4 separate regions of the Mus musculus genome follow, and regions 2, 3 and 4 are each linked to region 1. A link is a contact called in public Hi-C and promoter capture Hi-C data. All regions are on one chromosome and are shown on one strand. Each heading gives the region's core, a stretch centred on a gene start, on an enhancer-like site or on the middle of the called end of the contact. The rest is flanking DNA. Distances are from core to core; before and after follow the strand shown.

The links. Promoter capture Hi-C pulls out the DNA fragments that hold promoters and counts their contacts. Hi-C and Micro-C count contacts between places; a contact is called where the count stands out from the background.
Region 2: a contact with region 1 is called in a promoter capture Hi-C map of 3T3-L1-derived adipocytes, with 4 times the contacts expected there. The contact joins the promoter of Otud3 here to the enhancer-like site in region 1. A contact is called at or near these places in 11 of 39 promoter capture datasets (the 3T3-L1 cell line, 3T3-L1-derived adipocytes, cranial neural crest and 7 more), 9 of 484 Hi-C or Micro-C datasets (the C2C12 cell line, the G1E-ER4 cell line, bone marrow-derived macrophages and 6 more), 11 of 115 datasets of contacts at active chromatin or transcription factors (SST interneurons, craniofacial prominence, embryonic basal ganglia and 8 more) and 2 of 9 other capture datasets (adipose tissue and macrophages).
Region 3: a Hi-C map of liver shows a contact between it and region 1, with 2.5 times the contacts expected there. The contact joins the promoter of Aldh4a1 here to the enhancer-like site in region 1. A contact is called at or near these places in 3 of 39 promoter capture datasets (liver and stem cell-derived epiblast-like cells), 3 of 484 Hi-C or Micro-C datasets (the N1E-115 cell line, embryonic stem cells and liver) and 1 of 9 other capture datasets (adipose tissue).
Region 4: a Hi-C map of liver shows a contact between it and region 1, with 1.6 times the contacts expected there. The contact joins the promoter of Tmco4 here to the enhancer-like site in region 1. A contact is called at or near these places in 11 of 39 promoter capture datasets (the 3T3-L1 cell line, the C10 cell line, cranial neural crest and 7 more), 1 of 484 Hi-C or Micro-C datasets (liver), 2 of 115 datasets of contacts at active chromatin or transcription factors (acute myeloid leukemia and forebrain) and 2 of 9 other capture datasets (liver and pancreatic islet).

The regions. Positions count from the first base shown.
Region 1 is chr4:139,295,111-139,301,665 of GRCm38.p6, reverse strand. Slc66a1 (solute carrier family 66 member 1) reads left to right here. Exons shown (of 9, transcript NM_145384.3): 6 at 274-416; 7 at 562-654; 8 at 1,255-1,440; 9 at 2,697-3,136. The coding sequence ends at 2,774. Among named protein-coding and RNA genes, the nearest start is that of Slc66a1, 12 kb to the left of the region's middle. Within about 2 kb of position 2,510, at least 38 of the 459 cell types and tissues checked have an H3K27ac peak or open chromatin away from gene starts, as enhancers often do. A contact at or near this core is called in 3T3-L1-derived adipocytes, liver, neural stem cells and 1 more, where this site is marked.
Region 2 is chr4:138,910,014-138,916,568 of GRCm38.p6, reverse strand. Otud3 (OTU domain containing 3) reads left to right here and starts at 2,601. Exons shown (of 8, transcript NM_028453.2): 1 at 2,601-2,959. The coding sequence starts at 2,742.
Region 3 is chr4:139,619,232-139,625,786 of GRCm38.p6, reverse strand. Aldh4a1 (aldehyde dehydrogenase 4 family, member A1) reads right to left here and starts at 2,893. Exons shown (of 15, transcript NM_175438.4): 1 at 2,590-2,893. The coding sequence starts at 2,648. Iffo2 (intermediate filament family orphan 2) reads right to left here. Exons shown (of 9, transcript NM_001205173.1): 9 at 5,405-6,555.
Region 4 is chr4:138,970,077-138,976,631 of GRCm38.p6, reverse strand. Tmco4 (transmembrane and coiled-coil domains 4) reads right to left here and starts at 3,727. Exons shown (of 17, transcript NM_029857.3): 1 at 3,345-3,727.

The DNA.
Region 1 (6,555 bases), core at 1,261-3,760:
CTCTGGTTCAGAGCCAGAAGTGAGGGTGCATCGCAGAGCAGACTCCCCAGCTGAGTGCCGACCCCCCCTGCCCTGACTATCTTTCCTTTGCATCCCTAGGGGAAGGGTACTGTTGTATGCCCATTCTACAGATGAAGGACTGGAGCTCAGAGAGGCTAGGTCACTTGTCCAAGGTCATACAGCTACTGAGAAGCAAGGCTGGGGACTCCCATCCCAAGCTGTCTGCTGTACACCCAGATACCTAATCTTGGCTTCTCTCCTGCCTCAATCCAGTGTCTGCCCCTATCAATTCTGTGCTCTTGTTCATCTTGGGGACGGTGTGTATCACACCACTGTTGAGCAGCACTGATCCTGTGGCTGTCCCCAGGGAAGGCTTCCGGGGGCGGACACTCCTGTCTGTGGAGCCAGGCAATAAGGTAGGAAGGAGATGATGGGTCTGTGGTGGTGGCATGGGGGGGCCACCTCGCCTTCCCCTGCATGATCACATAGATGTTACGTTGTGGGGAGACCACCCCTCTAAAGCTCCCACCAGATATTGAGTGTCCCCTTCCACCCTCCCAGCCCTTCACAAAGAAGGAGGTCATCGGCTTTGTCATCGGCTCCGCCTCCAGCTTGCTGTACCTGCTCTCGAGGCTGCCTCAGATTCGCACCAATGTGAGCTTTCAGGAGGGGTGGGGTCACATGGAGGAGGGCCGCCAGGTTAAGCAGTGGGATGGGTCAGGAGTTTTGTTCGGAAGATCTAAACCACAGCAGCAGATGACATGGGTAAAGTCACCCAGCTGGCTGCGTCTCTTTCCACCTCTGGGAAATTGGCTCCTTGACACACCTTTCATGGGGACATGCATGAGACTGTTTCCCAGCAGTGCTGGAGGTCAGGTGTGCGGGAACTGCTAAGCTGAGAAACCAGAGTGGACAGGAAGTGATGAGGACCCCTACTGGAGGCTTACCTGGCAGAAGGAGTCCGTGGGGGCCACAGCCAGGGCTACCCATGGTCCTGGGGGCAGTGCTTGGAGCTGGGATTTGGAGCTGACCATGGACAGGGAGTTTTGAGTGCCAAGCCCATAGTTGGTATGGGGCACACAATGAAAAACCAGCTAGGAGTATGTGTCATGGAGGACACACACAGGGACTGTGGCTGCATAGATTAGGCTTGGTCTTGGACTCATGATCCTCCTGCCTCAACCCCCCAAGTACGTGCTGGGGTTGTAGACAAGAACCCTCTTTGGGGTCTCTCACTCAGCCCCTCCCCCACAGTTCATACGGCAGTCAACCCAAGGCATCTCCTACTCGCTGTTCGCACTGGTGATGCTGGGGAACACGCTGTACGGGCTCAGCGTGCTGCTCAAGAACCCCGAGGTGGGCCAGAGTGAGGGCAGCTACCTGCTGCACCACCTGCCCTGGCTCGTGGGCAGCCTGGGGGTGCTGCTGCTCGACACCATCGTATCCTTCAAAGCGTGTGATGTTGGCACCGTTGTGTGGGCAAGACGGCCTCTGCTTCAGTGTGCACATCCCTGCCAGCCCACCCCTCTGTCTACATACTCATCCACCTGTCCATTAGCACATTCACCTATTCGTCCGTGTGTCCTTCCATCTACAATCCAGCCTTTAACCACCCTTCATTTACCCATCCAACCTCATCCACCCACCCATCACCCACTTAGACACCTATCCATCTATGCACTCACCTAATCATACACACATCCCATTTGTCCACCCATCCTTCATCTATAATCCAACATTTCATCCAACCTCCATTTACCTGTCCATCCCCATCCATCTACCCACCGTCTGTCCATCATCCATCCATCCATCTACCCACCCATCCATTATCTATCCATCCACCCATCTACCCATCTTCCAGTGTATCTGCCCATCCAGTCTCCCACCCACCTGTCCATTCACTCGACTACCCATTCAGTTTCCCATTTATCCATCCATTTATTCACCCACACCCACCCATCCACCCATCTGTGTGTCCATCAGTCCATCCATGATGGGTGGACCCAGCCAGGACCAGTCCCATCAGTGAGCAAGGACAGAGCGTGCACTAGGTTTTGGGGTGGTTACCTAACTTCAGTGGCACCCAGCGCCGTGGAGTGAATCACCACTGGACTCTCCTGGTTTGGGGGAGACAGAGGCCCCAGCAGGTCATCGCACCGGGACTGGGGGAGAAGTTATTCAGGCACAAGGGAACAGAGTCCCAGCACAGCCTGTGCAAAGGCCCCAAGGGACAGAAGAGTGTGTGCACTGTGGAAACGAGAGCTGAGTCATGGAGACAAGCTTGTGTGGGCTTCACTCCTCTTCTCCGTTTCCTCCCTGATGACAAGGGTGAACTGCCAGTCAGACCCTCAGGGTTTCAGTCACTGTCCCTGCTGGCATCAGTGTCTGAACACCCTCTCCATGTGACCTGTTAGTGTTGCCAAGTGGTTCAGCTGGACGTTATTTGGCAAGAAGTAAACACGGTCTTTGTGTCAACATTTGGAGAGTCCCAGTGGGACGTGGTGAGAGAGAAAAGCTTAAAGTCTAGAGGGCCCATGTGGCCCAGCCTCTGGGTGTTGTAGGGAGGAAGAGCGCCCTATTCCAGGGTCCCTGATGGCAGAGTCAGGGCATCAAGGAGGGCACTCGGTGGTGGGAGAGCAAGGCGACAGGAGCAGGGCTGGCCCAGTGTGGCTGCAGTACCTTAACAGTGTCCTCAGATCTCCATCCAGTTCCTGGTGTACAGAAGCCATGAGACTGCTGCTGCCTCAGAGCGAGAGCCCCTCCTCCCCAGCTGATCATCGTCCTGGATGATGGGAACCTCAGCTGCCAAACCAGGAAGGATGAGGTGTGGGCAGAGATACTGCCGCCGCTGGACTGGGCCTAGGGGGCTGCCTGGAACTCTGGGCCTGGCTGCCTAGAACTCCTCCTGACCTTCAGACAGATCTGGAGTTGGCTTGTGCTGCACAGGGGCATACATCTCAGGTGTATGACAGCTGCCCGAGGAGCCTCTAGGGCACCCATAGCTGAGACCCCAGAAGACGGTATGGTCACCTCCCATCTACCTACCTCAATCTGACTGTACTCTTGGTTACATCATAGTCAGGGGACCCAGGGTTGTCCCTCTGACTGGATACAACCTAGTAAATGGTACCTTCCAGCTGGGCCTGTTTCTGCTGCTCCTTCCCGTGGTGCTTAGGGTCCAGGCAGGGAGATAGGGGGACCATGTGTAGCCTCCGTGGCCCTTGGCATCCTGACTTGTATCTCTCTGCCCTCTTGTACACAGACCTTACCCTGCTGTGACATGGAGCAAAGGGGACACCAGTGGGCTCTTTGTTCGTGGGGCTCTGGAAGAAGCAGATAACTAAGGGCAGGATTTGGTTGAGCATCACCAGGGGCACTTGGCATGACCACACGACCACCCTCTGTGTCCTTGCCAAGGCTGCGTAGGTAGGGTGAGGCGGTTAGCCCAAAGGGAGATGTGTAGTCAAGTGTCTCGCAGGAACTCAGTGACAGTTGCCTTTGAAGTAGAGCAGAGGGGCAGACTGGTGCCTTCCTGAAGAAGGTGGAGACCGGAAGAACAGATGGAGGACAAAGCCAACAGGAGACAGGGCCCAGAGGTGATGAGGACAGAGAGGAGGGAGAAAGGTTGCTCCCCGCTGTCTTTGTTACACCACCTTTTGGGGACAGAGGACCAGCCCCCTTCCTCGCTGGCCTCAGCTTACTCATACATTATTGTAGGTGCAGAAAGTTAGATGCAGGCCAGGGGCTACCTGCCAGAGACAAACAGGGCAGCCACCTCTGAGTGCTGTCTCATTGTCTTTGCCCACAGCTAAAGAGAAGGTCCTGGCACAGACCCAGGTGAGGCATGTGGTGCTCCTGGTCCCTACTCCCAGCCCACTGCTGCCCTCAGGTGATCTTTCAGCTCCATGCCATCCTGGGACTTGGCGCTATGCTAGTTTCCTAGGGCCAGATGGCACCTTTTCCAAATCCTGAAGATCTGGGGCCTCAGTAAGGCACGTGACCCCAGGCGCAGGCCTGAACTGAAGCTGCACAGGCAGGAGAAAATGAGATGGCAGCCCTGCCCCTGGGTCTGTCAGGAGGGGTGACACTCCTTCGTGGGGGACTTGGCTTTGACAGAGGGGGTACAGTCTCAGAAAGATTACATTTCTCCAAACTTTGATTTCTTCTGTCTTCTGGAAGCTTGCTCCAGTGCTCCAAGTAGGGGTCAGAGAAGAGGGCTTGCAGAACCTGGTGGCCTGGTTATTATATCTGTTAGGTGAGGGCTTCACAGACTTAAGCATCTCAAGCCTGTTTCCGCTCCCGGGAGCCGTGTGACTTAGGCCAGTTCCCTCTGTTTCCCTCTCCCACAACACTGGAAACAGCGTTACCGACCTCTGACCCTCGGCGCTGCCTGCATGAGTTGTACGTTTGGTTTTATGCCCCAGGATCTGGCACATGGGTGAAGAAATGGTGACTACATTACTGTCCCCATCCAAGGGGATGTAGACATCTCATACCTCCCTGGGGGACAGCCATCTTGACTAACACAACCCTGCTGTCATGATGGCCCCACTGCTACTGAGAGCGAGAAACTCCACAGCTGGCTTCCACGTCTTCTCCCTGGCCCACACTTCTTGCTTCTTGCAGGTCATGGAGTGGTGGGGTGCCCATCCTGATGTGGCCTGCCGTACAACAACAGGCTCCTCCTCAGCCTCGTGTGTGGACTTTCTGGTTCCAACCAGGCTCAGCCACAGAAATGGAAATCTCATGCCAGGAGAGTCCCCCACGCCAGGAGAGTCCCCCTCGTCACTCTTAGGGAGGAAGTGGGGGGTGGGGGAGGAGGCTGGACCATGTGCCTGCAAGTGGTTATATTGAGACAGGGCCTTCCGTAGCTCAGACCAGCCTAAAACCCACAATCCTCCTGCCTCTGCTTCTGAGTACAGGGACTACACACAGGTGTATGTCATCATGCCTGGCGTCTATAAGATGCCCTAGAGGAAAGCCCTCTCCTGTGCCTGGACCTCTACAGTATTCACAGGGCTTTGCCTCCTCTTAAGTCGAGGGGCAGGGGAAGCTGGAGGCAGGAGAACTGGGCCTAGCCAGGCAAGGAATCTCTACTTATTAATCAGACCTGGGGGTCCCTCTCCCCCTCCCCTCTCCTCCTCCCCTCTCCCCACCCTCCTCACCCTCTCTCTTTCCCTAACTAGGACAGTATGGCCCCCAGGTCTCCTCTTCTCCAGGAAGGGGAGCAGTTCCAAATCACCCTCCTCTGCCCCTTTTGTCTGACTCCCAGGGAAGTAAGGAGGTGTGAGCTCTAAGAGGAAGGCTTGAAGCTGTTCCCTCATGGCTGGGACTGCTTTCCCCACAGGTTCCCAGGGCTCAGGTGGTAAGGTCCCCACCTGCCTCCCAGCCCTGCCCAATAGCTCTAAGGACACAGCTATCCCCAATTCCACATCCGAGTCAGACAACTGGGCAAAGAGCATCTGTCTGTGCACCACTTTGTCCCCAGGATACAGCAGATGCTCAACAGGGTACCAGAGACACTGTCTGTCTGGAGGCTCTGGCGGAGGTGGAGACTGTCATGCCACTAGCAAGCACGCCAACGACTTTACAGGGTGGTTTGTGAATCAGAGCTTGATTCGCGATTTGGAAAGGCGTCTTGTTACCTGTACAGCTTTAATATTTGAAAGCAGTGTTAGAGGTAGTGAGAATATGATTATGTCTTGCAACATTCCTGTGCATGTCCAATCCAGAGTATGCAGAGGCCAGCTGTGTAGAAGGAGCTGTGCAGTGAAGCTGCTGCGGAAAGACAACATTTGCTGGAGGGGAAACATCTGCAGGGATAATACTTGGCCCACAGCACATCTGTCCAGCCCATTTTCCAAATTGGAAAGTTTCTCAAAAGAGGCAGAGGTAATGACAGGAGAGCGTCACTCTACCAAGAGTGACAGGTAGGGGCTTGGGGTGCAGCTCAGTTAGGATAGGACTCACCCGGTGTGTGAGGTACTGGGTTTAACCCCCAGCATGGCAAAAATGGTGTGGTGGTGCATGCTGGAAATCCCAGCACTCAGGAGGCAGAGGCAAGAAGATGAGTTCAAAGCCACCATCCTTAAGTATATTGTGAGGCTAGCCTAGGCTACATGAGTTTCTGTCTTAAAAATAACAAAATAATAATAAAAAAAAAACCAACAAAATCCTAGAAATAGTAAGTTGAAATAAGGCACAAAAACATCAATGTAAATAGATCTCAGAGTTCTGTGGATATAAGATGTTTATATTCTGCATTTTATGGTTTATAAAAATAATTGTTGAAAACCAAGCTCTGTCAGGGCTGGAGATATTATGTTTTGGTAGTTAAGAACATCCTTTTTTTTTTTTTTTTTTTGAGACAGGGTTTCTGTGTATAGCTCTGGCTGTCCTGGAACTCACTTTGTAGACCAGGCTGGCCTTGAACTCAGAAATCCGCCTGCCTCTGCCTCCTGAGCGCTGGGATTAAAGGCATACGCCACTACGCCCGGCTTTTTTTTTTTTTTAAAGAGATTTATTTATTATATGTAAGTGCACTGTAGCTGTCTT
Region 2 (6,555 bases), core at 1,352-3,851, 390 kb after region 1:
TCTAGCTTAGTCTAGGCCAGTAACTCTCTGTAGCCCAGGTTGGCCTCAACATCATGGCTCTCTCCTGCCTTAGCCTCCTTACTGTTGGGGCTCTAAGCATGAGTTCCCATGCTTGCCTAGTGTTCCCAGGTTAGGTATAAAAGACCTCAGTCAGATAGAAGGTTCAAAAGGGAAGGCAGTGACATTATTGTAGAAAGAGGGTGCTTAATATAAAAGGAGCCAGGAGGAGAGAGACATTATCACCGGTGATGATAACCCCAACAAGTGGGCATGGCTTGGGGTAAACAACTCTCCTGGTTTTCCCCAACACTATCAGTTTGAACCAGAAAGTTGTGTGCGTCCCAGAAACAGCTTTAGTCCAGGCAGACCTAGATTGGCCATCCCAGGATGAAATCCCAATTATTGGACTGAAGGGCTCTTTCTGCTTTCTTCTTTGGATTAAAGGGGGAAGGACAGGATTAATGAAATATCTGGGCTCCAGAGTCAGACAGAGCTTTGCTTCTCAGCTGCGTGGCCCTTTCAGCTAGTTAACTTTTGTGGTTGAAGTTCCTGTATTTTGGGAAAAAAAAAAACAAACCAAGTCACATAGAAGCATGTCTCTCAATGAGTGCTCACCATGTCCGTGTGTGCGTGCTCCTGTGTATGCACGTAGATGGAGGCCAGAGTCAGCCTATCCTGCTCTCCACCTTAGTTTTAAAAAAGATTTAGACATTTTTATTTTGTTTATGAGTGTTTTGTCTGCATGTGTGTTGTTTGTATGTATGTGTGTGCATGTATGTATGTGTGTATGTGTGTATGTATGTATGTGTTGTATGTGTGTATATGTGTGTGTGTCTGTGTATGTGTGTGTATATGTGTATGTATGTGTGTATATGTGTATGTATGTGTGTATGTGTGTATATGTGTGTATGTGTGTGTGTGTGTGTGTGGGTGTACCATGTGTATGCAGAGCTTGTGGAGATCAGAAGAGAGGACCAGCTCCCAGCTCCCCTGGAACTGGATTACAGATGGTCATGAAGCACCTTAGCACCTGGGAACTGAATCCAGACCCTCTGTAAGAATCACAAGGGCTCTTAGCCACTGAGCCACCTCTCCAGCCCCACACCTCACCTTTGACAACTTCAACCATGTAAAAAAATGCATTTGATTTTATACACTCTTACTTACTCCGTCCCTCACTCCCAGGAATCTCCATCACCGTCTTGACTTGATATTTTGTGTGGGTAACCATAGGCACAATGAGTTCATGGTCTATCTCATTTCTTGTCACAGGATGTCTTAGTTAGGGTTTTATTGCTGTGAGGGAACATCATCACCGAAAAGGAAGTTGGGGAGGAAATGGCCTATTTGGCTTCCTCAGTTGAGGAAGTGTCTCCATGAGATCTGGCTGTAGAGCTTTTCTTAATTAGTGATCAATGGGGGAGGGCCCAGCCCATTATGGGTGGTGCCATCCCTAAGCGTGTAGTCCTGGGTTCTATAAGAAAGCAGGCTGCGTGTTGTCAATTCCTTTAGGCTCTGCCCAACAGTTACCTAGCAACAGCTTGCGTTTCTCCCTGCCAGGTTTGAAGACCACTGTTAACCATAATCTCTCTCTCTCATATCCCTGACTGGACCCTACCTCTGTTTCTCTCTTCTCTTTCTGTCCTTCTCTGTCCCCCTCCTTTCTCTGCCTCTACTCCTTTTCCAGGTTCCCTTCCCTTCCCTCGATAAACTTCCTTTTGTTCTAGGCCTGTCGTATGGTGGTGAGTCCTCAGAGGAATGGGCCTGCTGAGGTTCTCCTGCCGCCACATTATACTGCCGTTTTATAAAACATAACACTGAGCAAGTCAGGGGAAGCAAGCCAGTAAGCAGCGCCCTCCATGGCCTCTGCATCAGCTCCTGCCTCGGGGGTTTTAGACCTGCTTGAGTTCCTGTCCTGATGGCCTCCAAGGATGGATGCTGATCTTGAAGTGTAAGCCAACTTGTAGCTCACTGATTGGCTAAACTGCCTGGCAGTGAGTGCAGTGGGCTGTCTCTTCCTCCTTAGGGATGGGATCACAGGGGCTCTCTGACAGGCCTACCCTTCTTAAAGTGGGTGATGGAGATCCGAACTCAGGTCGAACCTGGCATATGGAGCAAGCACTTATATGGACTGAGCTATTTCCCTAGCTACTGTAGGCTGAGTTTTTAAAGGGTCTGTGCACGCACGCAGGCGTTTGTAATTGATTGCGGATTAGCGCATTCTAGACAAACATATTCCCTTATCATCCTTTCCTTGTCCTGGAACTCACTCTGTAGACCAGGCTGGCCTCGAACTCAGAAATTCGCCTGCCTCTGCCTCCCAAGTGCTGGGATTAAAGGCGTGCGCCACCAGGCCCGGTCACCCTTTCCTTCTTTTCCGCATTTTTTTGCTCTTGCCTCTCTTCTGACATCCTCAGTCATCCTTGACCTGTCTGGTCCCACTGCGCCTCACTGAGCACTACCCACCACGAGGGGGCAGAAAATAACCAACAAAACAGGTGCTTCTCTAGTCTTCCTATCTTTCTCTATGGTGCCTGCTGGCCCCGCCCCGGGGGCGGAGCTACCACCACGTGACCTGGCTGCCAGGCGACCGCGCCGGCGCAGTGGCCGCGCCGCTGTCGCCAGGCGTCGTCCCCCTGCGCCGCTCCGCCCGGTGGCCGGCTGAGGCTGCGGCCCCGGGCTCTGCGGCTCCGGCTCCGGCTTCGGCTCCTTCCGCGGCGAAGCCGTGTGCCGCCGCAGCCATGTCCCGAAAGCAAGCGGCGAAGAGCCGGCCGGGCAGCGGCGGCCGCAGAGCCGAGGCGGAGCGTAAGCGGGACGAGCGGGCGGCGCGCCGGGCGCTGGCCAAGGAGCGGCGGAACCGGCCCGATCCTGGCGGCAGCGGCTGCGAAGAAGAGTTTGTGAGCTTCGCCAACCAACTGCAGGCCCTGGGGCTGAAGCTGCGGGAGGTGCCGGGGGACGGGTGAGGCGGGCCGGGAGTGCGGGAAGCGGCGCTGGGGATGCGCAGGGCCGGTCGCTGAGGGGGAAGCAAGGGTCAGGCTTGGTGGAACGCTGCGGCAGGGTCCCCCGAGGGTCCGAGCGGGTCTGAGAGGTGACCTCGAGGTGCAGCTGTCATGAAGCCGAATGGGAAAGGACCTAGGTCCCGCTCGGTGTCATGCTGGCCCTCCTGGGTGTCCTCGCCCACTTTTGCACTGGGGTATCGAGGGCGGAGAGCTAAAGGTAGCTTCCACAGAGCTTGCTTCCCACGTTTTGGGTTCCCCAAGTAAAAGGCATGAGAGTCCCGGGCCAGCTGTTTCTGGGAGCCGGATACAAGAGTAGCAGCTGGAAACAGAACGGAGGAAGGCGAGGGGAAGCAACTTAATGGAACGGGGACATGGGTCCAGGAACGTGGGGAGAGAGAAGGAAAAGAATAAAGAAACGGGGAGAGGAACGGGTTAGCAGGTCCGAGGGAGCCTGCCTGCTAGGTGTGTTGTTGCAAGAGGCACTGTTAGTGTGTTCTCCTCTAGGAATGGTCAGGTTGAGCCATGGAAGAATGGAATACAGCTAAGGAGTCTACAAAGGCAGATGTGGCAATGAGACTGGGGGATTTGCCTGGGCTATAGGGTGACAGGGTTTCAAAAAACAAAACCCAACAAAACCAAACCAATCTTTCCCTCTTGAGAAAGTCTCGCTATGTAGTCTTAGGGCTGGCCGGGAATCCCCTGTGTAGACCAGGTTGCCCTTAAACTCATAGCCATCTGCTGGGATTAAAGATGTGTGCCTCTGTCCCACTACATAAAGTATTTTCTTCATTTGATACACTACGCTGAATTTTATTGATCAAGACTCAATAAACTAACCCCATTTGTATCTCCTGCCTTCAGAGCTTCCGGCAAATTGGATAGGTATTTTGTTTAAGTTGCAATTAGAGTTAATTGTATTCAGCTACTGCTTCGAACAGTTCCTGGGTCATAGGAGGCATTCAGCACTTTGTTTTTCAGGGATTAAAAACTGTTAAGGGAGGCCACCTAGCTCCAGTAGAAGTACAAACTGCGGTAGACATCAAACCATCAAGTGAAGCTGGGCGAGGTGGTGTGGGTCTTTAATCCCAGCGCTGGGAGGCAGAGGCAGCGGATCTCTGAGTTTGAGACCAGCCAGGCTTACAAATGGAGCCAGGGTTGTGACACACAGAAACCTGCTCTTGAAAAACAAAACAAAAAGCATCAAAGTTGAATGCCGTGGCCCCAGGTGTGGGCATTCTGCAAATGGTTAGATTGTATCTGTCATACTGAGCAGGGTTTCTCTGTGTCAAAGAAATAGGCTAGGGAAATGGGAACTATGGAGAGATACAGTAGGTTCCCAGGAGGGAGGCATGTGGCAGTAGGTCACTTATAGCTTGGTTTGGGGGCCCTTTTGTATTCTGAAAAATGCTGTGGAATAAGCACACATATGCACTGTATGAGCCACAGCTCAATATTTACCATATTCATAATTTAAAGACAGGAACCCATTAGCCATCTAGCATTGAGATAGTAGCGATACACACACACACACACACACACACACACACACACACACAGAGGCAGGAGATCTTTATGTAGCTCTGGCTGTTCTGGAACTCACTACTATGTAGACCAGTTCAAACTTACAGAGATCAACTTGCCTCTGTGCTGGGATCAAGAGCACTGCGCCATCATGCCCAGTAAGATGTCAGGCTCTTGAGAACTACGGATGAGAGAGTGAGGGTGAAGAAGATAGAGGCCTTGGTTCTGAGCTTGCGGATACCCTGAAGGGGTCTCCAGGCGTTAATACCTCTGGGCTATACTTGGGGAGCAGATCTGGGGGGGGAACAGGTTGGTATGATCTTCATAAGGGACCACGGTGGTGCTATTTTGAGGAAGTGGCTGACATGCCTTGAAGTGCCAAGAAAGACCTTTCCTTCCTCAGCTAGCAGGGCCAGCGACTTCCGTGTGCAAGGTGCCTCTCACAAGAAGCCATGCTGGAGCAGTTCACAAAGGAACAAGAGGAGTTTGCCTCTGTGGGATGAGTGCCGGGTGGAAGGCCAGAGCATGCGTGTCTGATAGCTCCGAGTGCTGCAGTTTAATGGGAGCCCAGTATAATCAGGGTAGGAGCACTGGGAAGTGAGGGGCAGAGGCTAGCTAGCTACTTCCCAGTCTGTTGTTTGGCAGTGTTTGATGGCTCCATGACAGCCTCCTGATGTGTACAAACCTTGGCTGGGGTGACATCTCGTGGGCTGGCTTTGCTGGTCTAATGTGGCACTGTCATTTTTCCGTCTGTCATTGCAGTGAATGTTGTTCCCCGTGTAGGTGGTGGTTTGGAAGGGTCACAGATCTTTCTTTTCTTTGAGACAGGGTTTCTCTGTGTAGCCCTGGCTGTCCTGGAACGCACTCTGTAGAGCAGGCTGGCCTCGAACTCAGATCGCCTGTCACTGCCTCCTGAGTGGATCACAGGCCTCCCCTCCTCACCAGCCTCCCCTCCTCACAGCACTGTCCGACGAATGGATTATTTTATGAGTTAATATTTGTTGAGTAATATCCGGTTAAGATATAGTGATGTTGCTAATATAAAAAATAGTTACTAGTTTCTACTGTTTGTGTTTTGGCCTAGTTACAGCTTGGATGGCCTAAGATGGGGACTTGCTGTATGTAGTAGGTGGCTCCTTGAAGCGTTCTGTACTCGCTTGTTTTTCTGAACTCTAATGCAGGGCCTTACGGCTGTGTATCCCTAACGTGCAGTGGTTCTCAAGCAGGGATGGTTTTGCCCCCCGGGGGACTGTTGGACTGCCTGGAGACGTTGTTGGTTGTCACAGCTGGTGAGGAGGGAGGTGGTCCTGCCATCTGGTGCCCATAGGACAAGGATGTACCCAAGGATTGACAGTGAGCAGGACATTGCTCCCTACACAGACAGACCCAGGTGTCAGTAGTGTGGCCGCTGAGCAGCCCCACAGCCCCACAGCCCTGCGGTGGGGAGATCATGACTCGGGAACCAGCCGGATCTCTGGGAGGCCCCGAGGGCCATGAGATGCTAGCTTGGTGCCATCTGCAGTGTGTGTTCAGGGCTTCCTAAGGGAACCCAGGGCACTGTAGTGCTTGTTATGTTTCCTCTGTCACTGCCTTATAATCCCATCAGAAAAACACGTTATTTTATTGCAGGGTTTTTTTTTACTTGACTTTGGTGGCCTCAAGTAAAGGCTGGCAGATGACAAGTGTTACTTGCACACAGGGTAAGTCTAGCTAGTAATTCCCTTTAGTGGAACATTGCCTTAATGTTTGGGAGAGCCATGGCTAGAGCCAGCTTGCCCAGGTTTGCATCGTGGACCCAACACTTTTCCCGCTGGCCACCTTGCTAGCCACCTTGCTAGCCCTGTTACTAGCATTTTAATTTTACAGAGCAAACACGATGCTTGACAGTGGCGTTGTTGTTCTCTGGTGACAAGGTGAGCAAGCTTGGGGCTGTGTCGTTCCCGGCATGTTCAGGTGTTTCTTCCTTCGCTCTCGTTAGAGCTTGGGCAGGTGCAGACTTCTGCTTGTTCTTGTCGCTTAAGTACTCAATGGGTGA
Region 3 (6,555 bases), core at 1,644-4,143, 320 kb before region 1:
TCCCTCCCAGGGGAGCTGTGATTGGGCGGTCCCACGTTGCCCAGGCTGATAGAGCTAACATTGCTTGGGGAGAGTTCAGAATTCACAACTGGTGAAACTAAAATTGCCCCAAACGACACAGGAGAGCAGAGCAGTGGAGAAACCAGGGTCAGTTTTCGGGTCTGTGTTTGAGAAGAGAGTTATGCTTGCTGCATCAGCTCAAGGCAGAGATGAGCCTTCATTTGCTACGTTGTAGCAGGGAATAACTCGTTTTGTTACCTTTGATAAGTCATTCTCTTGAACTAAGTAATCCCCAAATTGCCATCAAAGCAGGAGTTAAGTGTGAGGCCACCAAATCCATTAAGAACAGAAGATGAAGCTGAGTTTGATGGTGCACGCCTTTAGTTCCAGCACTCAGGAGGCAGAGGCAGATAGGTCTGTGAGTTCAAGGCCAGCCTGGTCTATGAATGGAGTTCCAGGACAGCCAGGGCTACACAGAGAAACCCTGTCTCAAAACAAAACAAAACAAGGCCTGTGGAGATGGCTCATGTCTTTAATCCCAGAGGCAGGAAGATGAGGTTGGGACAGCCAGAGCTGCATAGAGAAATCCTTTCTCCATAACTAACTAAATAAATAAGTCTTAAAAAGAATGAGGGACTAAATAAATAACCCCAACTGTCCTAGGGGTTGTGCCTCTCAACCACTGAGGAGAAGACATCTATCCAGAGATATTATTCCCATCGTGATTGAAGAAGCCACCAGGACCACGGGCACAGGCTGGAAGCTCTCCTAAGCATTCTGCAGACCTGCCCCAAAGGTGAATGTATTTCGCTGATGTTGTGAAACCTCTCAGGGCGCCCTGCCAGGCCAGCCGCACCGTACAGAAACCAGGCAGCAGGAGGCCAGAGAACTGGTTGCAAAATCCTCTTCCCACCAGTTTAGGGGGCCGCACACTGAAGGGCGGGGATCTGGATCCAGACCAACTGTAACTACAGCTACATCTGCCTCCCCAGAACAAGCTCCTAGGCTCAGCGTGGGGCCCTCACACTAGCTAGCTAGCAAAATGATACTGCTATTCGAAACTACTTCATAACATGGACTGCTTTCCTTAAAAGAAGACAAGATGCATGGGTCCACGCCTCTCTGGCCAGTTAAGTTGAAAACTCCCCCGAGTTCCACTCCCTGATCATGCACTGCCCCCACCCAGTGCATGATCCCCTTGACTGCAGTGCACCTTGTAGCACACTGACACCCGGAGAGGTACAAAGTAAACCTGAGAATCTATAGAAGGCTCTGCCTATCTGAGCCTTCCATCCCGGGGCTGCAGTGGGTGGTCTCGGAGCAGGAAGAAACTGAAGAGGTGCAGGCTCCATTCACCACACGCCCCACCTCCCACCCCACCCCCCAATCCCATGTCCTTTGCCTAATAGCGTCACACAACATGAGGAAGGGTTGAAACTCACCCAGGTCATCCCATGGGAGCAGGGAAAGGGTCACTGATTAACTCAAAGAGGTCACAACTCAGTGGAGGTGGACACGGTGGGTCACAGGCCACAGAGCAGGCAAACAGTAACCAAAGTAGGGGTGTGGGGGTGCTGTGTAAACTGTACAAGGAAGGCAGGCAGAAATGGGGAATAATACCCAAGTTCAAACAGGCCGTGAGCCATACTGGGGCAGGATATTGGAACACATCACTAAGGCAGCCAGGATTCTGGCTGAAAGCAAGCAGCTCTCTGCCCTAGGGCTTACCTGTCTCTTCATTACGTTTGTTTGTTTGTTTGTTTGTTTGTTTGTTTTTGAGACAGGGTTTCTCGTGTATCCCTGACCCTCCTCGAACCTGCTCTTGCAGAACAAGCTGGCCTTGCACTCAGTGACCTGCCTGCCTCTGCCTCCCGGTGATTTATTAAGGAACTTGTCTGAATGGATTTAGGCAAACCTCAAAATGAGCCCCATGCCACGCAGAGCCGCATCACACGTTATAAAAGTCATTATGGCACCCACCGTAAAACAAAAGCCCAATATTGAACAAAAAGGGAGTGGGGTGGAGAGGTCCCTGGGAGTGTCGGAAGGCTCCAGAATGGGAACACAGGGCCGGCCAAGGTCTGGGAGAATCAGCAAATTTGAAATATACAGCGTTAGGAGAAAGAGGGGTGTAGGAAGGGGGCGTGGGCACAAATCCGGACGCCACACCCTCCCTGGGGTTCCTTGGATAGGAAAACTGGCCATCTAGGACATTGGTTTGCAACCTGTAGGTCGCCACCCCGAGCGATCCTTTCACAGGGGTCGCATATCAGCTATTCTGCATATTAGATATTTACATGACGATTTATAACAGTAGCAAAATACGGTTATGAAGTGGCATAATTTTTCGGTTGGGGAGTCACCACACCAAGAGGAAAGGGTCACAGCATTTGTTAAGAACCACTGCTCTAGAGAGACCTGGTAAGGCGCCACAGGTTCTCCATGGGAGAGTGGCTCTGCAGGTCGCGACCCGGCGCGCACTTAGGGGAGCCATAGGGACCCTGGAGATAATGGCTGCAACCTGGAGGACCCACAGAGTGGGATCTGTCCACGGCTCTCAGGACTCAGGCAGCAGAGGGGTTCACTCACCCAGCGCCCCTCCAGGCATGGGACAGCAGGGATCGGCGGAGCGACGGCAGCGGCAGCATCGCGGAGACTCTTAACAGTCTTGCGCAGCTGTGGGAAGCTCAGAGTCAGCCCCACCGGGCTGGACTAGACAAGCCCGGAGCGCACTACCTCTGCGGGAGGCGCAGCATCGCCCGGTCCACCTCCTTCGGGGCCCCTCCTCGGGTACCCTTCCCCCTCTGTCAATAAACATCAGCTGTATTTAACATCAAAATTGCTACTGTGGACTGCGGGTCAAGAGAATGCAGCAGAAAAGCCCTGAAATGATACTCTCTTCTCCTCGTCTCCTCTCCTTATGGTATGACCCAAGGAGAGAGGGCGTGAGCCTCACTGACCAATCAGAGTCTCGCATGAAAGCCTCCAGGCCAATCAGCAGGACAGGCAAGCTGCAGCCTTCTTAGGCAGGGCTGGAGAGTTGCAGGAGCCAATGACAGATCCTGCACAGAGCGCGTGCTCAGTAGTAGAAGTGGCCGGGGGGGGGGGGGGGGGGGGACCCGGTCGACGCGACAGGTGCTACTTGGGTCCCCAACACTTGGTGGCTGGAAGGCTGGACATCTGCAGGCTACAACTCTGCCCGGGCCCGCCGAGCCACACCAAGGCCAGCTCCCTGCCACCTCCCCGGGGGCTGCCACCGTGCATGGAGCCTGATCTGCCCTCCATCTCCCAGCCTGGCTCAGGGCCAAGCCTGGGCTTGCTTCCTTCCAGATTGGAATCAGAATGAGATAAAACCCTAGCGGGCCTGAACTTAACGTTCTTCGTTTTAATTTTCTTTATTTCTTCCTTTTCTTAAAAGCCTCTAGCCACAAAAACCAGTTGTTCCTGCCTCTGTCCCTCTGTCCCTCTGCCCCGTGGTTAAAATTTTCAGTTTTCTTCATGAGACGTTGTTTGATGAATACTCGAACGTATTAAAACAGCTTCCGAAACCTGCTCTTAGAATGATGCCTTAGGGAACCACTGTATTCCTAAGATACTGGTATGGGTTTTCTTACTTTATTCTCTTTGGGTTTTGTTTTTGTTTAATTTTTTTAATTTTTTTTTTTTGGCTTGGTTTTACTTTTTCAGACAGGGTTTCTCTGTGTAGCCTTGGCTATCCTGGAACTGGCTCTATAGACCAGGCCCTGAATTTACAGAGATCCACCCGCAGGTCTGCCTCCAGAGTGCTGGGATTAAAGGCCTGCACCACCACAGTCCTGCTTCAACGTGTTTCTCTGTCTTTGACAATGTAACCAGGGCATTTACTTTGGGGTCCCTCTGGTTCTAATTTGATACCACACTGGGCAGATTCGCCTCAAAACACCATGACCAAAAAGCAAGTGGGGAGTTAAAGGTTTACGTGTGCAAATTTTCAGCTCATCACTGAGGCAGGAACCTGGAGGCAGGAGCTGATGCAGAAGCCGTGGAGGGACGCTGCTTACTGGCTTGCTCAGCCTTACAGGTGGACCGCCAGTCCAGGGGTTGGACTACCTAGAATAGGCTGGGCCCTCCCACATCAATCACAAATTAAGAATTTTTTTTGCCCAAGTAGCTGTGCAGTGGTAGTGCATACCTTTACATCTAGCACTTAGGAGGTAGATGCAGACAGATCTCTGAGTTTGAGGCTAGCCTGGTCTACAGAGTGAGTTCCAGTCTATACAGAGAAACCTTGTCTCAAATAACTAAAATGATAATAATACTAATACTAACAATAATGTAATAATTAATTAACTAATTAATAAAACAGAAAAAGAAAGAAAAGGAAATGCCCTACAGGCTTGCCCACAGGCTGATCTTTTGGAGACATTTTCTTTTTTTTTCCTTTTTCTTTTTTTTAGAAAAGATTTACTTATTTATTATATGTAAGTATAATACTTGTTTCTCTTCAGATACACCAGAAGAGGGCATCAGAAACCATTATAGATGGTTGTGAGCCACCATGTGGTTGCTGAGATTTGAACTCAGGACCTCTGGAAGAGCAGACCGTGCTCTTAACTGCTGAGCCATCTCTCCAGCCTTGGAGGCATATTCTTAAAATTTTTTGTCCCCTTCTTTCAGATGCCACCAGCTTCTGTCAAGCTGACATAAAAACTATCCCATGCAGGCTCTGTGGACCTCGGTTTCCTCTTCTGTTAAATAGGATGATGTTATGCACCTTGAACACCCGTCACCCTGGTCTTCCCCCTTTCCTGCCAACTACTCCATTTAAGGCACTCTAGGAGATGGGACTAGGAAAGAGCTACATCATGTGACCAAGCAGCAGTTTCTCTCCATCCTTGGAAATGGCAGCTCACAGTGGAGGGAGGCCACCTTTGAATGTGGCCCTTTGTTAAAAGCAACTGTAACAGTGGACAATATCAAATCCAGAGTCCAGCAGGTGCTTCTTGTAGACATTCTGGGGAGGTCTGTGAAATAGGGGCTTTGTAGCTGGTGGGACCTCAACTTTAGACCAGGCAGTGCCAATTAGCCTAGGGTTTCTTGGGGCCTCTTCTGTCTAATTCTCCCTGCCTTAGGTCCTTCTGGGAGGTTTTTTATGTTGGTGTGTGTTTGTTTGTTGTTACTTGGTTTCTCAAGACAGGGTTTCTGGCTGTCCAGCAACTCACTTTGTAGACCTTGAACTTACAGAGATCTACCTTCTGAGTTCTGGGATTAAAGGTGTGAGCCACCAATGCGTGGCATCCTGGAAGATCTTACTGTGAGATGCAAATAGGCAAGTCCCCAATCTTATCACTGATTGGTTAATAAGTTTGCTTTAGTCTTCTTACCCCTCCCACAACCACCAGGATACAAAGCAGCATAAACCATGTGTGCTAAGACATTTTACTTTATTCCAAAGAAGCCAATATACACGATATAAAGGGCACAGTATTTACAACAGTACAGTAAACAGGTTGGTTTTCTGGTAGGGTCAGTAGTCTTTGATGAGTACAAACCCCTCCCGGTGATTTTCAGACCCAGCTGACAGACACAGCAACGGTGGGTAGGGTGGGACTAAAAACCAGGTAGATGCTACAGTGTGTGGAAAGGGGTCGTGTCATGGTGGGGAATTCACATGTCCTCGAGAGCTTGGGAAGGAAGTCATAAGGTGAGGAGTTTGCCTGAGACTCACACACAGTCCACGCTGAGCCTGGAAATCTTTTCCCAGAGTGTGTATGGCTTTGCCCAGACCCGTCTCCACTCCTCCCACTAGGTCAGTCCCAGAGGGAGGACCCAGGTCTGATGAAACCCTACAGAGTCCTGGTCCTTCATCCACAACCAAGCTCGACCTTGGCCTGGAGTAGACACAGACAGGGCTGAGCTCTTAGTGTCCTGAGTCCCTTCTATGCCTGCTCCAGCTGCCTGACGACTTCAGACATAGTAAGTCCCTATGCCCCTAAGAAGTCCTGTGTCCCCCAACCCCACAGAACCTCCCTCCTACTCTCCCCACACAGCTGAATGGGAGCAGGTCTGGCCAGAAGGGAGATGGGGTGACTAATTAGAACCTACCTCTCCCCCACCTCAGTTTTCTGCATTCCACCCTCCCTCCCCACTCCCTTCCAAGACTTCTAAGGAGCTGAGGGCCGGGGAAGAAGAAACAACAAACTCCCGCCCCAGCTGTGTGCGGACGTTCAGTGAGGACGGAGGGCAAGCTGAGGAGAGGGGTTTACTGTTGATTGTACACCGGAGTCAATGAACATGGCGGTATCTTATCCACAGCAAAATGCTGGGCCACCATGACTGCCTACCCTAGATTAAAAACCTTTTCCTTTCATAAAAATACAGTCTCTTGCTTCATAAATAGAATACATTTAGCTTAAGTTACACCTCATCTTACCCCTAACCCATCCCCTCTCCTCCCACCCTAAAGTCAAAGTGGTTTGACTCTTCATAGGACATCTGAGTTCTACCCCTAAAACAGAGTCCAAAGTGTTCATGCCTTCCAGACACACTGCCAACGGGAAGACAAAACCTCTTCCC
Region 4 (6,555 bases), core at 2,478-4,977, 330 kb after region 1:
GGATGGATGGATAGATGGATGGATAGATGGATGGATGGATGATGGATACCTCTCTCTACAATTGAGAAATGATTCCAGTATATCTTTGTGAAGGGCAATGGGTTTTATATACAACAGAGACCCCCAGTTTTCCCAAGAGGTTCTTTCTGCAGGTAGCTTTCATTACTGAAATTACATCTAGCGAGCAGCCTCTGATTCTATTCTAGAAGTCTCGGGCAGGCACACGTGGGCTGGCAATCTGAGATCGTTTCCAGTTGGGCTTAACCTCTGACACAGGTCCCATGACTCGTGTGGCTGGGACATTTGGAATGCAGAGCTGGGCTGGGCTAAAAAAAATCTGATGAGTGAGATATTTATCAGGAAGAGGGGTAGGGAGGAGGTGAGGCAGAGAACTGTTGACCAAGCACTCTGCGGTGCTCGGTAGGCTACAGCAGACATGGGTGAAGGACCTTAGAGTCCACAACCCAGAATTTTGCTCTTGACCCAAACAGGAAGCCAAGCCAGGTTTTAGGCAGAGAATAGAACCCTGGCATAGATCCAGCTGTCAGCACAGAAGGTCAAATGGAAAAGACTCAATTCTGCCTTCCATAACACATTCTCTGGCTGTCTACTCCTCTGTACCAGGAGTCTACGCTGAAATGCAGTATTTCAGAGCCCAGGATCTCTGCTGGGAGAGTGTTTGACCAGCATGCATGAAGCTCTGTGTCCCCACCCGCACCCCCCTTTTCCATCTGTCTTATCCCAGGAGGTGGAGGCTGAAGGATCAGAAAACCTAGGTGGTCATCATTGGCTACATAGTGAGTTCAAGGCCAGCCTGGGCTACATGAGTCTGAAAAACCACTGAAGGAGTACAAGAGGACTATCAACAATCTAATGTACAGACCACCTTCAGGTCCCACATCCACCAAGCCCAGGCTTGGGTTGGGTCTGGCCTTCCCAGTCCAAGTTCAGGCTGAGAAGCAGCAAGCTAAACCAGTCAGTTGTGTCCCTAGCCACGCTAGAGCCTGGGCCTACAAAGGCTCCAAGAGTTCTGTCACCCTGAAATGTTCCTTCAGTCCCGTGTCAAGCTTGCAGACTGGTGTTTTGTAAAAGAAGTCAAGGTGTTCCCGAGAGGTCACAGCTTGCTGGGGGCCTTTCAGGAAGCTGAGGAATACACCCTGACTGTCTGAGCCTGTGAGAGTCTGGAGGAAAACAAACAGGAAATGCTGGGTGTGAGGTGGGTGTTATGTTTCCAGCCCTGGAGGGAGCCTCAGCCTCCTCACCTGGAAGTCGGCCACCCCAGCTCTGTGTGTGGCTAAGGTTTCTCTACTGAGGAGAACAGGCTGTCAAGTCACTAGACCTGTGAGGAAATGCATCTCTGAGGCAGGCAATGGTTGTGCACTTGAAAGGCAGAGGCAAGTGGATCTCTGAGGCCAGCCTGGTCTACAGAGTGAGTTCTAGGACAGCCAGGGCTACACAGAGAAACCCTGTCTCAGAAAAGAAAGAAAGAAAGAAAGAAAGAAAGAAAGAAAGAAAGAAAAGAAAGAAAGAAAGAAAGAAAGAAAGAAAGAAAGAAAGAAAGAAAGAAAGAAAGAAAGAAAAGGCAGGCATCTCTGCTCGTTTGAGGCATAGCTCAGTGGTTTTTGTAAAAAAAAAAAAAAAAGCCTGAGTTTTGTCTTCAGCATCCCAAGCAAATAAATTTTTATTTATTTATTTTTAATTTTATGTATTTTGGTGATTTGACTACATGTATATTTGTGGGGGGGGATGTGGGGGGGGGATGTCAGATCCCCTGGGGCAGGTATCACAGCCAGTTGTGAGCTGCCATGTGGGGGAATTGAACCCAGGTCCTCTAGAAGAACAGCCAGTGTTCTTAACCGCTGAGCCATCTCTCCAGCCCCGTGTTTTGTTTTCAAAACAGGGTTTCTTTGAGCCCCATCTGTCCTGGAACTCACTCTAGACCAGGCTAGCCTCAAACTCACAGAGATCTGCCTGCCTCTGCCTCCCAAGTGCTGGGATTAAAGGTGTATATATCTCTATCTCTATCTATCTATCTATCTATCTATCTATCTATCTATCTATCTATCTATCTATCTATCTATCTATCTATCTAATTTAAAGACAGTTTCTCTACATAGCCCTCATTGTCCCCTGGAACTCACTATGTAGACCAAGTCAGTCTCGAACTCACAGTTTGAGATTAAATCCCAAGCACCAGGATTAAAGGTCTATGCCACCATCGCCATGCCTGGCTTTAATTTACTTTTGATTTGGGTACTGTGCTTTCCAATTCATGAAGCATCCTGACACGATCTTCAGCACTGGGAAGAATTATAATCCATGATCCTCTTGTGTTATAAGGAAATGAAGGTTCAGGGTGACACCCAAGGTGACACAGAGAGGAAGTGGCAGAGCCAGGCTCAAGTTCCTTGAGGGCATCTTTTAAGTCCAGGGGAGTGGGAAACTGAGGCTGGAAGCAGCATCTTCGGTGATGCCCAGAGGTTCAGGCGGTTTGGTAGGGTTCTAACTAGGAGGATGGGGCCCTGGGTTCCTTCCTGACTTCTCAAACATACTGGGTAATTGGGGATTTTGGTGGCCTTGTCTTTCTGCCTAGCTGATTCACCCTGAGGAGTCTTCACTACTGTGTCTTCAGAGCCTACACGATGACACATAGTAGGTGCTCAATAAATATACCCCGTGAGTGGCGTCCTGGGAAGCCCTACAGGGGTGTGTTCCCTCCTACTTGAAGGCAGCAGTGGCCTCAGGATCAAACCTGCAGATTTAGCCAGCCCCAGCTTCTACTCTGGGTCACCCCTGGCAAGGACAAGGACATCATGGAGGCCAGTTTTGAACCTAACACTGGGTCAAACTCTGAAGTCAGCTCACCCTAGTTAACCTCTTTGCTCTGACTGCCTGGTCCTGGCCAAAATCATCCCATTGTTCCCAGACTCAGTTTTCCCGGATGTAAAAACCTGTAATGTGAAATGTCCCCTACTCTGTAAAAACCCGCAGCGGGGCGAGAAGCCACGCCCCCGTCACAGCAGGAAGGGGCCGGGCCTTTCCGGGACTCTAGGGCTTCCCAGGCCTCGGGGAACTGAGTCTGGAGACACAGAGGGTGGGAGTGGGTGCCTGGAGCTCCCAGTACGCAGGGGGCGTCCAGTGACCCTGCGTGACCTTGAGCAAGGTCCTTTCTTCCCTTCAAACCCAGCGACCGGTGCCCTGGGCTGTGCTGGCAGGCGGGGGCCGCTGGCATGCTCGTTGGCATCAGTTTCCCCTCCAGCTACTCAGGAGTCCCGAGAGCACTTCCGGGTTCGGAAGCGCAGTGGAGGCGGCGTGGGGACGATCGGGGCTCCCCGCGGGCTTACCTGGAGGCGGCAGCGACGGATGGGACGACGGCAGAACTTCTGGCAGCCCCGCAGCTCCCGCCCTGGCGCTCCCCGCCTGTTCTCTCCCTGGCCCAGCCGCCCCACACCGGCCCGGGCCGGTCCCGCCTGCGCAGCCCTAGGGCCCGGGCCTTCCGGGCTGGGCCGGGCGCACCGCCACCTAAGCCACCAAAGCCATCGCCCGGGTGCTGGCCTTGGGACGGGACCCGCACTTCTGTGTCTCCCGCTCCCCAGGAAGCGAGAGCGCGGGGCACAGGAGGGGTCTGCAGAGAGTGCTCACCAGGGGCTGGGCTGGCATGAGGGGAGTTCGAGCAGACACTTGAAGGGGAAGCTTCCAAATTTTGCCGCCACACTTGAAAAGAGCCTGTCCCAGAAGGTGCCTCCCCCTCCTGTGCACACTGCTCGGTGAAATTTGCAACACCCACGCCTTCTGATCGTTCTTTCACTTTCTCTAATGCTCGCCAGTCGTTGCACCCGTGGCTCTTCCGTCCCACGGGCCTCCGTTTTGGGGTTCCATTCCTGTTAGACTAGCCACCCACTCAGCTCTAGTCTTTGAACAAGTATTTGCTGAGCACCTACTACGTGCCAGCAAGGTTATGGATTAGCACACCAGGCCTTCGGGCCCATATTTTAATCGTAGTATTTAACACTGAAGTTGATTGTTTTCCTGTTTGCCAATTTATAATCTGGGTATCCCACACTAGAACTTAAAGACCCCAAGAATGGAAGGGGGGGTTGTCTCCCATGCCTCATCCTCCGCTCTCCTCATTTGGGAGCCGGCTCTTGGTTGCCCAGGCAACCTGTGAAATTTCATCACACCTAATCTACAGGTGAGGAAGTAGGTGGCCATCCTGGTCAGGGCTGGAATCTGAGTCACCATGACCTCTGACGTCGTTGCTCTTTCCCCTGGAGAAGATAGGCTGGAGTTGGAAATGGAAAAAGTTCTCGAGCGGACAGATGAGACGTGCGGCATTCCAGCAGGGAGCCTTATGACTCAGGATCCGACTGGAACGCTAGAGGGCCTCCATCACCTGATCTCTCTATCGGCCAATCAGGACCTAGAAGAGCTAGGAGGTTATTGTAGGTCAAAAAAGGACAGTTGTGGAGGGTTGAAGGATTCTAGCTGAGATTCTGGGCATCACTAAGTTGGGGAAATAACCATACCAAGGTGGCACGCTCCCCCCGCCCCCCGCAAATATCATGGAATTTTAAAAGATCCTATTGTTGTCTATGAGGAATGGAGGATTGGAGTGACCAGAGGCCACCGATTAAGAAGCGGTCCTGAGCTGAAGTAGCCAGCCTCAGCCTGAGCAACTAACTACCTTAGCCTTTCAGATGTGAGACAGCTGCCGTTTTTTTTTTTTTTTTAATTTCAGCATAAGTTGATTTTAGTAAGTTCTTGATATTAAAAAAAAATAAATGTAACTCTGAAAGTTAAAAAAAAACGGTCATTCTCTAATGGAAAACAGAATCACAATGGATAAAGAAAATCAATATGGAAAATAGTTTTAGAAAAGAAGACATACTCAAAACAAAGTGATCGCTTAGGTGGGGTTTGGGGACAGTAAAGACGCAGGGAGAACACTGCGAGTGACTCCTCTGCTTTTAGTCCATAGCCACATATCAATATTGATTTTTTAAAAAAATCTTGTCCAATGTATCAGTGTTAAGATTGGAAAGTAAGGCAAAGGTCACATGGATTTTTGCTGAGGACTCTGCACTATTTCTGAAACTCTCCTGTCCGCTGGTCGCTCTAAAGCCCTTGTCACACACGTTTGCTAAGCAAGTGACAGCTTGCATCCTTACTGTAGTTACAGGTTGCCTCTGAGCTAAGCCCTGCTTTGCCTTTGTTTAAAAGGATCAGCAGGGCCTGATGGTGAAACCACAGCTCCTTGTTGCAGCGTGGTGCCAAGGCTGAGGCAGGGGGATCACAGGCTTGAGGCCTTCTGGGGGCTTTACAATGAGTCAAAGGTCATCCTAGGTAATTTAGTGAGACCATGTCTCAAAAATAAAAAGGCGAGGAAGGCTACAGCTCGGTGGCAGGGCCCTGGCCTGGCAGGTTCCTTCCCTTGACATCCATAATGAAGGAGTGGGCCCTGCGGGCCCTGCTTTTAGAGTCTGAGGGCAGCAAACGGGCCTCTCCACAGAAAGAAGTGAGGATAGTGTTCTCCCTGAGTGATTTAAGGCCTTTTAACATGTGGCTATGTACTAGCTAATAATGAATTTTGTATCACCAGGGTATTTGTCTCAGACTTTTAAAATGTATCATATTACGGGAGGGATGTCAAAGGTTCTCTTGTCTTTATTGGAGGTTGGCCCCAGGATCTGGAATGAGTGTTGAACTTTGGAAGTATAGCCCCGTCCCTCTTTTTAGGTCAGAGGAGGATATCAGGTATCCAGTTCTGTCACTTTCCACTTTTTCCTTCAAGGCAGGGTCTCTCCATGAACCTAGAGCTACCCTCTCATTTCCAAGGGGATGAAAGAAGGTTCAGACCTTCAGTGTGGACCAGAGCCTGGCCCTGCACTCGAGGCCTCTTGCCTGTCCTTTCCACTCACATCCCCCTGCAGCACTGCCTGACTTCTCTGCCCACTCCAGGGCAGCAGTGACCTTGCCTGTACTCTTGTCCCCAAGCTCTGATGTTCCAGAAGATGGTTGGGACCAGGTCATCTTCAAAGAGACAGTAGTATTAGAATATCTTTGCCCAGGGACCCCAAAGATACCTTGGCTGGGACCCACCCTAAGCCAGGAATGACAGGGGCTGTGGGTCTAGGTCCCAAGCTAAGACACGGGGCAGTAGTTATTTGATCAAATGAGGGCATTCTTCAAGCCTGGGACTCCAGTGTTCTCACCTGTGGGATTCCAAGCAGCGAAGCCTGGAGAGGGGTAGTCAGCAAGCCCAGCCTGCTTTTTAATCTTTCTTCCTTCAGCAACCTGCTCATCTCTGAATCCCCACGGTTCCTGTAGTTCATTTCATATTTTCTGTGACATTTCTCCCACACCCATAGGCAGCGATCAGATTTTAGGTTCGTTCTATTCACAAAGGAGGATTCACATTGCTAAATCTGGGCTAATTCCTAAAATCTCTAGCATAGACTGACCGTGCAACCTTAAGCAGGTAGATTCACCTGTCTGATCTCAGTGTCTTCCTCTGCACGAGAGGGAACACAGTGAGTGGTTCAGCGCCACAAGGCT